2 separate regions of the Macaca mulatta genome follow, and region 1 is linked to region 2. Evidence: chromatin contacts called from public Hi-C data. All regions are on one chromosome and are shown on one strand. Each heading gives the region's core, a stretch centred on a gene start, on an enhancer-like site or on the middle of the called end of the contact. The rest is flanking DNA. Distances are from core to core; before and after follow the strand shown.

Region 1 (7,145 bases), core at 693-3,192, 64 kb after region 2:
CTTCAAGCATTCCTCCTGCCTTGGCCTCCCAAAGTGTTGGGATTACAGGTGTGAGCCACTGCACCTGGCCTGTTACAGTATTAATGTACCCCAGTGAATCCTATCTCCCAGTACCTATATCCCTGTGTAGTTTCCTTCTACAATGACTTCAGAACTGGTCATATGACCTGCTTTCATCAATGAGACATTAACAGATGAAACACAAACATAGGTATGAAAAGTGCTAGGTATTGGAGAGCTTGCCTTCTCTTTGACTGGAAACAAGCTGTCCTGCAAAAAAGTCCAGGGTCACCTGCTGAAGATATGTGGACTCAAGCCATAGCCAGCACCAACAGTCTGACATTGAGACAATGTGATTGAAACCATCTTAGACTCTGGCCCCAGAAGAGTCAGCCCTGAGATGCCTGCATAAATGACCCCAGAAAAGATCAAGAGAAAAAAAAATTGACCAGGTGAACCCAGCTCAAGTTGATGACCTACAGAACCATAAGAAGTAATGTGATTTAAAAAGTCTGATGTTTCAGGTCACTAAATTTTGGGGTTCTTTATTCTGGAGTAATACATAGATATAAATCTCAAAATAACTTCAAGGTATGAATTACTATACACTTGAAAAGTGAGGAAACAGAATCGTAAAATATATGAGTAACTTACTGGAGCTAGCTAAGTGACAAAACTACTGTTTGAATCCAGTTTGTCAGACTCCAGAACTTTTAACTATGCCCCTACAGTAGATAAGAGAAATGATCAAAACTGACAGATTAGCAATGAGGTCATTATACAGGGAAAAATGAATGACTTTGGGGTCTTTAAAAAGTGGAGAGAGCTGCATGAGAATTTGATTGCCTGATTTTGAAATAAAGTCACGTGACTATGCTTGGTACACTAAAGAGGTAATAGTGCCTAACAGAGTTAAGGAGGATCATTTGAAGACACTAGCATAGGGTGACACCCCCTCATCCTCCCCACCCCGCCAAAGCCACTAAGAAAGACATAATACCCTGCCTCTCACCTGACAGAAGGTGGTGTTCCTGAGATTCATAATTGAACTGGATCTCCATGGGCTGCAACTGGACACCTCAGGGTGCAAGTGGAGAATTACCATTTCCTCTGTAAGCTTTTCTTGTCCACATAAAGGTCTGGGACCTGGAGGCAACTGGGCACCACTGGGCTTGGAAGGGAATCATTGTGCTGACTACAGATGTAATCTCTGAGACTAGACCACCAGAAAAATCCTCAAGATAGAAGGAGAAAACAAAAAATCTCATTTGACTTCCAGTTGCTTTTCTCTCAGAATGTATTAGGCTTCCTCCTCATCATCGATGAACCAGGGATTAACCCACTTAAGACACACATTCCCATTCCAAGTCTAGAGATGTTCAAACAAAATTAGGGGTTAATGCTACCCAAAAAAGGTGTAACTGTAAAGATAACGCAGAGGGGGGAATTTTACAATGAATTCTAGTGGTTAACACTATGTTATTCGCTGCCCTTCCTATCCAAAAATGACACTACTGATCATTTTTCTTCCCCTTTTGCTTTTTCCAACACTCACAAATTCAGGTGGCTCTTTCCCAGTACGGTAGGCTGATTTGTGTGGATGCACCACGCTTGGTGACTCCACCCGCCCCACAGAGTTTCTGGCGTTCATTCGGTTGAACCCAAGGCCAGCAAGGGCTGACGGGGGACAAACCCAACACTAGGCCGTGAACCAATCGGCTCTCCGTGCCCAGGAGCGACCCCGGGGGCCTTCACTCTCCAAGGACTCGAGAAACCACGCACAGTTTCCTGGCGGCTCTGTAAGGCCGCTCGTTAGGCAAGATCATCCGGAATTCCTCTGCTATCCACGAGCCGACATCACCCGTACCTCGACTTGGTCACCGGACCGCTGTGAAGCCTCACACCCGGCGAACCCGCCATCGCTCTGTCAGCTCTAGGAATCTGGGAGGAGTGCTCAGCTCTATGGCGCGTCACTGCGCAGGCGCAGGGCGGCGACTGGGCATCGGGTGAGGGAGGGTTGCCGAGAATTAACCCCCGAAAACCCGCGAGCTGTCCCTAGCAGTGCCTTAGCCAGGGACCTGCTTGGCCAGCGACACATCCCTTGCTGCTCTGTCTGCCGGTTCTTGAGGTGAATGTCGGAATCCGTTATCTTTCGGGAAAGCTCTCTGGGGCAGGGTAGGTTTTCTTACTACATACAAGTTCTTAATTAGTTATCGTTTTTTAAATAACCGCCCCTCCCCCTGAAGCTTGTCTGACTCGTAGGTATGCTTTAATTCTAACTTTCTTCCTGTCCTCTCTGGTTTTTTACACCCCCAGAAGAGTGGCGCGCATCAGAATCACCTGGAGGCCTTGTTAAAATACTGACTTCTGCCCCACAACTCCGGACTTGCTGATTTAGTCGTGGGGGAGGGGGCGGTGGCAGCTCAGATTCTCAGGTGATCCTGAAGCTGTTGGTCCTGGGACCACATTTTGAGAACCAATGCGCAAGAAATAAGTGATGCTCAGTAATTAATCCCTGAATTAACGGAAAGTTGGATTTTTATCTACTTTGCAATCTAGAAAGGGTACGAGGTCTATTTAAGGTTTGCTTCCTAGAACAATTCTCATTGATCAGGGTGAGAAGGACCCGAAATGGAGGGTGCGGGGTAATCAGGGTAGGAAAGGATATTGCTGTGTTCATATAAATATCTTAGGAAATGAGAAGTTAGGATCTCATTTCTGGTTTGAGAGCAATGAGACGTGTGACTTGGATTAACCTGTCCGGTGGGGAAAGAAGAGATTTCAGAAAATAGTGGGTGGCTAAGTGGTAGCTGCTGCCTCAGCCCCCTCCAGACTTTAACAAATTCAGTTTCTTTAATAGATATGGTGCTATTCAGGTTATATATTTCTTCTAGGGTAAGCTTTAGTATTTTGTATCATTTAAAGAATCAGCCAATTTTGTATAAGTTGGCATAAAGTTGTTTATAATATTACTTTGTCCTTTTTGTATCTGTTGAATTTACAGTGATGTTACCTCTTTCATTCTTGCTCTTAGTAATTTGTATCTTCTCCCATTTGCCCTTGTCAGATAGGCCAGAGGTTTGTCATTTTTATCTTTACAGAGAACCAGCTTTCCATTTATTTAAAAATTGTCTTTCATTTTCTGGTCTATTAATTTCCACTCTGCCCCTTTTATTTCCTTTTTTCTCCTTGCTTTGGGTTTAATTTGCCTTTTTCTTTTTTTCTGGTTACTTTAAGTGGAAGTTGAGGTCTCTGATTTGTGATATTTCTTATTTTGTGTTATAGAACTTCGGTGCTATAAATTTTCCCCTAAGTACAGCCTTAGCAGCATCTCACAAATTCTGATGTGTTGTGTTTTTGTCTTCATTCAGTTCAGAATACTTTGAACTTGGATTTTTTCAGTTTCTAAATATTTGGGGGGTTTCTAGAGATTTTTCTGATATTTCTTTCTAATTCAATTTTATTGTGGTCAAAGAACATACTGTGTATGACTTGAATTCTTTAAAATCTATTCAGACTCGTTAATGGCCCCAAACATGGTCTGTCTTCATAAATGTTCCATGCACATTTGAGAAGGATATATTAATATATTCTGCTGCCGTTGGGTCGACTATTTGATTATTGTTAGTTGATTAATGGTATTACTGAAGTTTACTATATGCTTTGCTGATTTTCTACTAATTTTAAAAGTAATTATTGAAAGATGAGTATTGAATTCTCTGTCAATAATTGTGGTTTTGTCTATTCTCCTTGTGATTCTATCAGTTTTAATTTTATGTATTTTGAAGCTCACAATTTGCATAAATGTTTAGAATTATTATTCCTTTTCCTTTTTCTCTTTGAGATGGAGTCTCTCACTCTGTTGCCCAGGCTGGAGTGTTGTTGATGGCAATGGTGGGCCATCTGGACCATCTGGAGTGGCCACTGCCAAGATGCTGGCTGCAGCCGGGAGGCTCTGCCCGTGCTGTGAGCTTCACAGAGCCAGAGGGAATGGGGTCAAGCAGGAGCCCAGCTCCTTCCAAGTTGGTGGGTGGGAGCTCCCCGGGCATAGCTGCAACTGCCCAAGTGATGGCTGCTGGCTGAGCCTCCCTGTGTTCTTGGAGACCGGGAGCAGGCAGGAGCCCCACCCTCCCAGGTCCAACTGCAGCCACCCGAGTCCTTGCTACAGACCATGTTCTTGGAGGCTGGGAGCAGGCAGGAGCCCCGCCTGCATCCCCCCACCTCCTTTGTGCAGCTGTAGCCACCCAACTTGTGGCTGTGGACCAACCTGGATATCTCTGCACGCTATGGGCCTGGGAAGGCACCCCCACCTCAGCAGGCTTAGAGGTATCTGCTTCTGCTGCCTGGCCTCGCCCTGCTCATGGTGACTGCTCCCATCTAGGAGCAAGGTTGGGGCTGAGCCAGGGTGCTGTTGCAGCCCAGCCAGTTGTGCGCATACTTGAGGCAGTACTGACAGGCCATTCCCCTGCTGCCTCAGCCCCCTCCAGACTTTGGGTGCTGACAAACATAGGAGGGAGGCCGAGGGCAGTTTGGCATTGGCCTGCAGGTGCTTCTTCCCACAAACAGCCTGGGCACCATAGAAAGCAGTAGGAGGCGACATGCTCTGGGGCAGAAAGGGGCAAGTCCCCAGGGAAGGCCTGAAGCCTAATGACCAGGCCACCAGTCCCCCTGACTGGAGAGGGAACTGGTGGTGCTTTTTCTTGGATCTGCCCATGGACCAATCAGCATGCACTTCTTCCTCTCTGAGGCCCGTAAAAGTCCCTGGACTCAGCCAGACTTGGGGAGAAGACCTGCCAGCAGAGGGGAGCTACCGACTCCAGGGCCTCTTTTCTGCTGAGAGCTGCAGAGACAACAGGAGGACCAACCTGCAGAGAGGAGCTACCCACTTCAGGGCCTCCTCTTCGCTGAGAGCTGCAGAGATGATGGGACAAGCTGCCAGTAGAGTGGAGCTACCCACTCCAGGGCCTTCTTTCTGCTGAGAGCTGCAGAGACAACAGGATGTCTTGCCTGCAGAAAGGAGCTGCCCACTCCAGGGTCTCCTCTGAGCTATCCTGTTGCTCAGTAAAGCTCTTCCTTCTCAGTAAAGCTCCTCTTCACTTTGCTCAGCCTCCACTTGTCTGCCTACCTCATTCTTTCTGGATGCAGGACAAAAACTTGAGACCTGCTGAATAGTGGGGCTGAAAGAGCTATAACACAAACAGGGCTGAAACATGCCCCTTGCTCACCACATTGCAGGCAAAGAGGAGAGAAGAGCTGTGGCCCTTCGGGGAGCCCAGACCAGGAAGCTCCTGAGCCAGAACTGTGACTCCTTTTGGGGCCCTGCACTTCCTGGAGTCTCCAAGGTTCTGGGCTCCACTGCGGTGTACTTAGTCCAGTCACAGCCTCACAGTGAGCCAGGTCCCATAGTAGCACCTGGAGCTGCCCACCCTGCTGCAGCCAGCGTGCCTGACTGTGTGCAGTGGCCAGACCCCACACTCTCTTTCTCACACACCCCTTGCTACTCCACAGCTGGCTCGCCTTTGGCAGGGGTGAGATCCAGGCTGGTAGCATTAGCCAAGCGCAGCCTGAGTGGGCAGAACAATCCCAGTGGGCCCAAGCAAAACTCAGGCAAAGGTACCACTGGCCACAGGGGTTTCTGACCAGAAATGCAACACCCAAAGTATCCTGTGACACAGTGGCATGATCTCACTGCAACCTCCACCCCATGGGTTCAAGCTATTCTTGTGCCTCAGCTTCCAGTGTAGCTGGGGCTACAGGTGCGTGCCACCACATCTAGCTAATTTTTGTATTTGTTTTTCACCATGTTGGCCAGGCTGGTCTCAAACTCCTGACTTCAGGTGATCTGCCTGCCTCGGCCTTCCAAAGTGCTGGGATTACAGGTGTGACCAACCATGCCCAGCCTGTTATGCCTCTTGATTGACTCCTTTTTCATGATGAAATGACCTTCTTTATCCCTGATAGTCAGTGTTCAACCAGAAACACACAACAAGTAATTAAATATATGTACATGTATATATGGATTCGTTAAAGAGAATTGGCTTGCACAATTATGAGAGCTGGTTAGGCAGTCTTATAATGCTGTTGTGTCTGATGCTGGAATTTGATGTTGGCAGAGTAGTCAGAAAGGAAGATGGAAGTAAAATGGAAGAAGTCAGGGTCAGCCTGGAAGTCACAAGTACAAACTTGAACCTCATGAAAATGGACTGAAATCCATGTTAGTTCTTGTTGCCTTTGAGCTTGATGGTGAGGGTATCCTTCAGAAGCTGGGACTGTTTGTCATAAAAACACATACATAGGCCAGGAGTTGGAGAAGCTGAAGGAGGATCTAGAGGATGGTAGAGTAGTTGCAGGCCAAGCTGCAACAAAATGAGTCAGTTAAGTGAGTCGCCAGTCAGCAACAACGTATGTGAATTACAAATGGCTACTATTTCCTTTCCACATTACACATCTCCCAAAAATTGCCTTTTTGGCCCACCCAAACTGTAAACATAAAATAATCCTAGGAAAACTAGTGCACTCTAGGCAAGATGACACATTATAAAAGCATCATGGTCTGCCCCTTGTCAACTTAGTACCATACATGTTTCTTTGAGCCATGCTTTAATTCTCCAAATTATGATGATAATGAAGTTGTGCTTCCACGTTACATAACACTACTATCACATAACTATTAACATGTTAACCATTTCCCAAAAGAGGAAAATAGTCTTTTTTTGGCCCATGAATGGCATTCATTCTGCTCCTGGCTGATAACACTCCTTCTTTCATGTCCTATAACTTAAATACTGACATATATAGTTAACTATTACCACATATTGTGTTAGATGATAAGAAGATGAGAGAAGGAAGAAACATAAATTTCGAGTAGTTTCCAAAAGAAGCTGGGTATATATCATTGCCCCCCAGAATGTTCTTGAATTCAACTAGACTTTTAGACCTTCAAGACTACTGCAGATCACCCTTGGCATCAGATTCACTTAGAAGGATAGGACAGAAACCACAACTGACCAGCAGGCAGCACCTACTCCTCTTCTGTGGAAGTGGTACTCACAGTGTTTTACATAAGCATCCAGGCTTTTTTTTTTTTTTTTTTTTTTTTTGGCCTTCCCATTCCGAGTTGATGACAGCTCAGATGCAAGGAGATG
Region 2 (7,463 bases), core at 4,411-6,910:
ATATATTTTATCACAATGAAAAACAAAAGTATTGGAAGAAACAAAAATGAAGCTGCTTTAAAAAAAAAAAAATCCCTGCCCTAATAAAGTTTGGAGTAGGAAAGGGGGGTTCTAAGCGTCAGAGAGAATGGGGAAATCCCACATACAGTATTTTTTGCTTTATTTCCCTTCTCTTCTACCCCAGTCTTCAAGGAATACTATGACAGTAGCATTGGCATCAGCAGCACTGCAATGGCAGTAGTCTTTGAGAAGGCATTTAATTAAATTAATTTATTTAATTATCTATTTATTTTAGAGACAGGGCCTCACTGTGTCACCCAGGCTGTGGGAAGGCACTTTAAACTCAGAGGGAGAGGAATACTTTGTTCTGAACAGAGCTGCTTTAGTCCCAAAAGCATGGAGCAAATCCCCATTGCTTTTATCTTCTCTGTGTCCTCTGGCTGCTTGGACCAGGATTCAGAATGCAGTTGGGAGAAGTAAACAGCAGAACTAAACCAGGAAACTAAAACCTCAGCTTTCTAGCTGAAAAACTGGTAAGAGAGGCCCCAGGGAGCCAGAAAAGTGATAAAGTTATTGCAAAGAGGATGGAGATCAAGTGAGATCCCCTAAAGTTTTGTAAGAGCCCGTCTGCTCACCTCTAAACTGCACATGTGTGGAGCTGACCCTAACTGGCACATCACAAGCATTAGAACTGAGCTACAAGATAGACTACCGCTTAGGCCCCAGATTGGCCACTGGGTGGCACACACAAAGACCCAAATTGAACTGGAAATGTTTGAAACCTGAACTGACACTGAAACTGCAGCCCACACAATGCAGATCAGAACTCGCAATCTGACCCTAATTAGGGCATTTGCCTGTTAAACAAAAACATCAACATTCTCCTTATGACTTAAATAATACCCAGGATCTGACAGCATAATATTGAAAATGTGCAGGATACAATGCAAAATTACTAGGCACAGAAAGAACCAGGAATATCTCAAGTTGCAAGAGAAAAAAAAATCAAGTGATGCCAACACTTAGATGATACAGACGTTAGGATTCACAGAAAAAACTTTAAGGCAAGTTTTATAACCATGCTTTGAAAGTAAGGGTGAATGAATGGAAGGATATATATCAGGAAAGAAATGGAAGATATAAAGAGGAAACAAATAGAAATTTTTAAAGTGAAAAATACACTGGAATCAACTATTGATACGTATGGCAACATAGATGAATCTCAAAGGCATTATGATGAATGAAAGAAACCAGCCTTAAGGGATTACATACCTTATGATTCCATTTTTATTACATTCTGGACAAGTCAATACTATTGTGACAGATGACAAATCTATGGTTGCCATGAATTAGGGATGTGGCAAAGGCGTGAGTACAACTTGATGGAGTTTTACAGAATGATGGAACTATTCTGTATCATGATTTTGGTGGTCGTTTCACAAATCTAAAACTCAGAAATATCTGCCCCCCGCCAAAAGTGCCATATTTTGCTGTCAGTTAATTTTATTAAAAGAGAAGAACTCCATAGAGAATAATGAAACAAATAAACAAAGCCAAAAGTTGATTCTTTGAAAAATTAATAAAATTGATAAGCCTCATGTAAAACTTGAAGTCTTGATTAAGAAAAAAGAAACCAGAAATTAGCAATGTCAGGAATGAAAGAGGGGACATCTCTACAAACATTAAAAAGATATTAAGGAACTATTTAGTATTATTAGACATTAAAAGTTATTAAGGAAATAATTGTGAACTTTATGCCAATAAATCTGACAACTTAAATGAATTAGATAAATTTCTTCAAAGATACAAACTATTTCCCCTTATATCTCATGGACCAGAAATGAATCACATACTCATTCCTCACTGCCAGCAAGGCAAAGCAGTATCTGGCACAGGGAAGCAGAATGGTCATGGATAGCTTAGCTCAATTACAATTTATTCTTACAGCTGGGCACACTCCCAGCTCTCCATCCAAAAAATCAGGAGTGTATTAGAAGTAAGGGGAAGCACTTTGTGTAGGAAGCTAACAATGCTTGCCTGTTAGGTTCTGCAATCAAAAGACTCCTCATACTGTATACTTACTAGCTAAAATGGAATCTTTAAGCAATGTACTGAAAGCGCCCAGAGGGAGATACTTTTGAGCTGAAGGGGATTGAGAGCTCCAAAGCCTAGAAAAAAAATCAGTCTTGGATGGAATCTGATAACACCAAATCTGAAGGTCTATGCTTTCCTTCCAATGTGAACACTTTTTTTTTTTTCTTTTTGATCAGGATCTTGCTCTGTCCACAAGGCTTAAGTACAGTGATGCGATCACAGCTCACTGCATCCTCAACCCCTCAGGTTCAAGCAATCCTCCCAACTCGGTCTCCTGAGTAGCTGGGACCAAACGTGCAGGCCACCATGCCCAGCCTGAAAACTTCTTGCTGGCTTCCTCCATTTCAGGGTGCCTCCCTTCCCTCTCAGCACACCATCTCATTTAGGAACCCTTACAGGCATTCTGCTCTTCTCTAGTAGCGCTCTACACTGCCTTGTGAATACTTGTTTTTTTTCTGTTGTTGCTGTTTATTTCCTTAATAAGAGATGGTAATGTTAAAAGAAGGAATCAAGCTGGACATGGTGGCTCACACCTGTAATCCCAGCGTTTTAGGAGGCTGAGGCGGGAGGATCCCTACCAGAAGTTTGAGGCTGCAGCAAGCTGTGATTACGCCACTGCACTCCAGCCTGGGCAACAGAGTGAGACCCCATCTCTTTTAAAGGGAAAAACAAAGAAGGAATCATGACTTCATTTTATTAATCTCTATATTTCTGGTACCCAGGTAGTATCTGTCTGGTAGTTTTGTTTGTTTTACCATTAATTGATGAATCAGATGTTTGGTATCAAGACAAGGTTGAAAGATTTGGCTGGTAAAGAAATGAGCCCTTTTTGAATTTAGACATATTATTATTTACACAGACATTAAAAGCAAAAGCAAGTGCCAGCTCTCCATGAGCTGTTGTCTCAGATACCAAAATGATGACACCAAAACAGAAGGGGCTGGATGACTACAGCATACGTTGTGGACACGTTGTTGCTGAGGGGTCAATGCCATGCTGCAGCTAAGCCTTGTTATAACCTGTGGCTGTACTCTAAGTGGCTAAGGCAGAATGGCTCACTGGAACCCGGGAAGCAATGAGAAACTGCCTCATGACAGTCTCTTTGGAAGACAGAGAGCTGAGTGGGAAATGGCCTTGCAGGAGCTGCTTACAAGTCTCTCATTGCGCTCATCTTCTGGGAGGATACCAAGGTGTTCTGCCAAGATTCAGATCAGCTGTGGTTCAGGCATTGCCTATGTGGTCTATGTGGATATGTGCAAGATTGTCAGGCCCTGGTATGAAGCTGCCCCCTCCATTCAGGTTGTCCAGAGGAACATGATGTTTTATCTTGACTAGACCTTTAAGATGGCAACAAGGGCCACCATTCAGAAAAAATCCCAGAGGACCTCAGAAGGATGGTGTTTCAAAGCAGGTGTTATTAGCGTCTGCCTTCAAAAGAGTAACTTAGTGAGGAAAACCTCACTGTGGTTTCCATGTAGTATTTTAGAAGGAATTAGGAATAGAATGGAGGCCAGGTACGGTGGCTCACACCTGCAATCCTAGCAATTTAGGAGGCCAAGGCAGGAGGGTCACTTGTGCCCAGGAGTTGGAGAGCAGTCCAGGAAACATAGGAAGACCTCATCTCTGAAAAACAAACAAACAAACAAACAAATTAGCTGGGCATGGTGGAGCACACCCGTTGTTTAAGGACTTGTCAAAAGTGTAAGTCCAGCCTTCCACAAGCATTTCAAGATAAATTATTACGACATAAAATGGAGGCCTTTAATTAGGAGAGTGAAGTGGTTTGATTTGTAATTTTAAATAATCGCATCAGCACCAGTTTTATGGTATAAAATGCCCAGTTACTCAGGAGGCTGAGGTGGGAGGATCACCGAGTCCGGGAGGTCGAAGCCACAGTAAGCCAAAATTGCACCATTGCCCTACATCCTGGGTGACAGAAACAAACAGAATATAATCACAGGAAAAGGGTTTTGTAAAACTTTGCAACATTTTTAACTTCCCCAAGGTTTCGTTTGAGATTTTTGTTTTCCAACACTAATTAGATGTAAAAACTCATAAAACAAAAATGACTTCAGCTAGCCTTTATGAATCAGAAAAGAGGGAAAAGTTGGGAAGAGCAGCCAAGCTGCTTGGGGGCCGTATCCAAGTAGCAGAGTGAAAAGGCTGGATTTCTGAAGCTTCCTGCAATGAAGAGAGAAGTGTTAGCACGGGTTGTGAGAAAGGCTCTGGTCGGAGTGAAAAGCAATGGTATACCATCAGCTGCTGGCTCACTTGCTGTCTTCATGCACGAACCCAGCAGAGCCTGACGGCACTTTGCAGAGGGCATTTTCCCGAATGAGGCAAAAAGTCAAAGCCTGAGGAACTTGAAATGCTTATGTTAGGTTGGATCTACACTTTTGACCAGTCCTTAAACAACAGGGCTCCTTTGTGTGGTGTCTGATGCCAATCATGTGACCTAACTAAAGGCAGCAATGTAACCATCCCACAATTCATTTATTTATTCAACAAACATTTATTGTGTTCTCTATTTACCAGGCAGTCAGCTTCCTGGGTCTAGGCTGGGATGCTGTGGTGAACAAGACAGTCAAGGTCCCTGCCCTTAAGGGACTTAAAGGCAAAACAAAACAAAAAACAAGTAAATAAATGAGATCACTTCCATTAATAATAGTGCCATGAAGGGTCATGTGTCATGAAAGGCTGGCGGTGAGGCTGAGGATCTTGGGCCACACGGAGCTGAAGAGCTGAGGTGACTGGGGGCGCCAGGGTCTGGGGGTGCGGGCAGGCAACAGACCATGGGGGACTTACAAGACATTATAAGGAGTTTTTATGTCATAAATTATTATGGCATAAATTGGAGGGCTTTAAATAGGGGAGTGAAGTGGTCTGATTTGTAATAAATGATTGCGTCAGCAGCTGTTTTATGGTATAAAATGCCCAGCTTGAAGATGACCATGCATTCTACAAATTCACCGTGACATCGTTGCCAAAACCCTTAACCTGTCTCATCTAGTTTTCCTGACAAATAGGTCAGAATAAAGCTCCGTGACATAACTAGTGGGAGCCAAAGATTTGAATCACGTCTTGGTTTCAAATCTTGCTACCCACAAATGAGTTGTGAGCTCTTGTCAAGTTACTTACTGTATTTGTGCCTCAACTATCTCAGCTGTGCAATGGGGATAATGAAAGTTCCTACATCATTTATTTGTGAAAAAATAAATGACATGTAAAGCACGACGAGAGCGCCTGGCACAGTGTAGTAAGCTTTCACAAATACTCGCTTTTATTCCTTCTTGCAGGGAATTACTTAGAGGATCCACAAGATAATGCACGTGAAAGGGCTTGCGAAACTGTAAGGACTATCTTAATGGTAGAGTCCTCTACTTTTCTTTTAAACGGTCCAGAGGACGCTAGGCTGTTCGAGGCGCGAGGCCAAGCGCAGCCTCAATGCGGTCATTGTCGTGGGGCCGCCCCTCCCCCGCCCGGGGAGCTTCTCCATGGCAACGTGGGCTTTACCTCTCCCCGCCTCCTCAGGCCCGCAGACCGGAAGCAGCCCGTGCCGGGGGCTTCTGGGAAAAGGCTTGTGAACGGTGTTTCTGCGTCTGCCGTGGACAGCGAAGCTGCTGCGGTTCCTGAGCCAGAGGTTTGCGCCGGTGTGCGGGGAACGTTATGGGAGGGAGGGGGACACCGGGCTAGGGTCTGCGGACCTCTTAGCAGGAGCCGGCGGGGAAGCCTTCCCGGGACCTTCCTCAGCTTCCCGGGAGGCGCGGGGAACAGGCCGCGCTCTCCGCGCCTAGCAGTTGTGGGGCGGGGAGAGGTAGGCGGCAGGCTTGCTTGGGTCTTCGGCGTCTGCAGAGTGCTCTCTAACCCCCGGTGTCCTCCGAGACCCTCACCTTCCCCCTCCCCCACCGGCCGGTTTTGTTCTATTTCGAGGCCCTGGCGTCTCGCGGAGGGTTCTGGGAGTCGTGTTGGGAGGAGGTGGTATGGGGCGAGACTTGCGCGGGGCTGTTGGGATTTGTAGTCCCACCGGCCGCAGGCGGAAGTGCCGTGGTTCCGACGCTGTTGTCACAGGGTGGTCTTTGGTCATGTGAAATCCGCCGTCCTGAGTGCTGGGAAGAGGGGCTAGAGGACTGGCCGGGATCGGGGTACACAGCAGGTCTATGCAGCAGTAAGGTGGGCGATCACCTGGAACGAGGTGCTCTGACCAAACATTGTCGGGACCGTTGGCCTTCCCTCCATTTCCCACAAGCAGTATGCTCTACAGCATGAAAGGAAGAGAAATATATGTAGAAATAGTTGCACCGTTGATAAGCAGGGTCTTGGAATAGGAACAAATCAATGTTGGCTAGACCTTATTTATAAGGCCACCACACTCCAGGGTATTTAATTAAACCAGTATGTATTACTTGTCTGATAAGGCCTTTTCTGATTCCAGTCTTCATCTTGCTTGGGTTACGATAAGTTTTTTTAAGTTGTTGTTCATAGGCTGCATGGCTCATTGCTAGTATGTGTCGTAAACAACAGCACGGGCATGATAGTGCAAATAATAAAGGTCCAGAAACAGCATACAGTTTCCCTGAAGGTAGAACTGGGGAAACTGTGAGTCATCCAGTGTAAGGACAAGACACTGGACCACTGCAAGAAGTTAAGGTGCTAATGCGAGTGCCTTTTCTTAATAGAATTTTCTGTGATTAATGCCTATCATTATAAATATAAATGTACGTATGGTGTGGTGGAAGACTGAATATTTACGTATTATGTGCAAGATAATTTTTCAAAATATGTGATCTGTTTTTCACATATGATCTTTTCAATATTATGTGATCTGTTACTCAGCAAGTGAACATTTTTTCCACATATATTTTAAGTCCAAGGAGTTCTTAAATACCTTATTTTTTAAGTGGTAAAATTTTTTTAAGCACATAAAATAAAGCAAACCTTCGTTTTGGTTGAAACAGGGTTTCACTATGTTGGCCAGGATAGTCTCGATCTCTTGACCTCGTGATCCGTCCGCCTCAGCCTCCCAAAGTGCTGGGATTACAGGTGTGAGCCACTGCGCCAGGCCCAGCTTTTTGCTATTTTTAAATTCATTTTTTAGAGACAGGGTCTCACTCTGTTGCCCAGGCTGGAATGCAGTGGTGCGATCATAGCTCAGTGGAGCCTTGAACTCCTGGTCTTTAGTGATCCTCCTGCCTCAGCCTCCTATAGTGCTGGGATTACAGATGTGAACCACTGCACCTAGCCAGTTTTTATTTTTTTTTCCTTTTGGAACTTTTTTTGTTAAAAACTAAGACAAACACATGCATTAGCTTAGGCTTACACAGGGTCTGGATTATCAATATCGTTGCCTTCTGCCTCCCTATCTTGTCCCA

The links. A called contact is a pair of places that touch in the nucleus more often than the background predicts.
Region 1: a contact with region 2 is called in a Hi-C map of fetal cortex germinal zone, with 2.2 times the contacts expected there. The contact joins the promoter of LOC100426567 here to the promoter of ZNF24 in region 2. A contact is called at or near these places in 4 of 14 Hi-C or Micro-C datasets (blood, cortical neurons, fetal cortex germinal zone and 1 more).

The regions. Positions count from the first base shown.
Region 1 is chr18:57,190,781-57,197,925 of T2T-MMU8v2.0, forward strand. LOC100426567 reads right to left here and starts at 1,943. Exons shown (of 3, transcript XM_015121837.3): 1 at 1,868-1,943; 2 at 1,013-1,235. The coding sequence starts at 1,061. It overlaps ZSCAN30 (zinc finger and SCAN domain containing 30), which reads left to right and starts at 2,037. Exons shown (of 4, transcript XM_077974934.1): 1 at 2,037-2,128.
Region 2 is chr18:57,123,506-57,130,968 of T2T-MMU8v2.0, forward strand. ZNF24 (zinc finger protein 24) reads left to right here and starts at 5,661. Exons shown (of 4, transcript NM_001266015.1): 1 at 5,661-5,734. LOC106994480 (a long non-coding RNA gene) reads right to left here and starts at 4,443. Exons shown (of 2, transcript XR_003724482.2): 1 at 4,348-4,443; 2 at 1,265-3,717.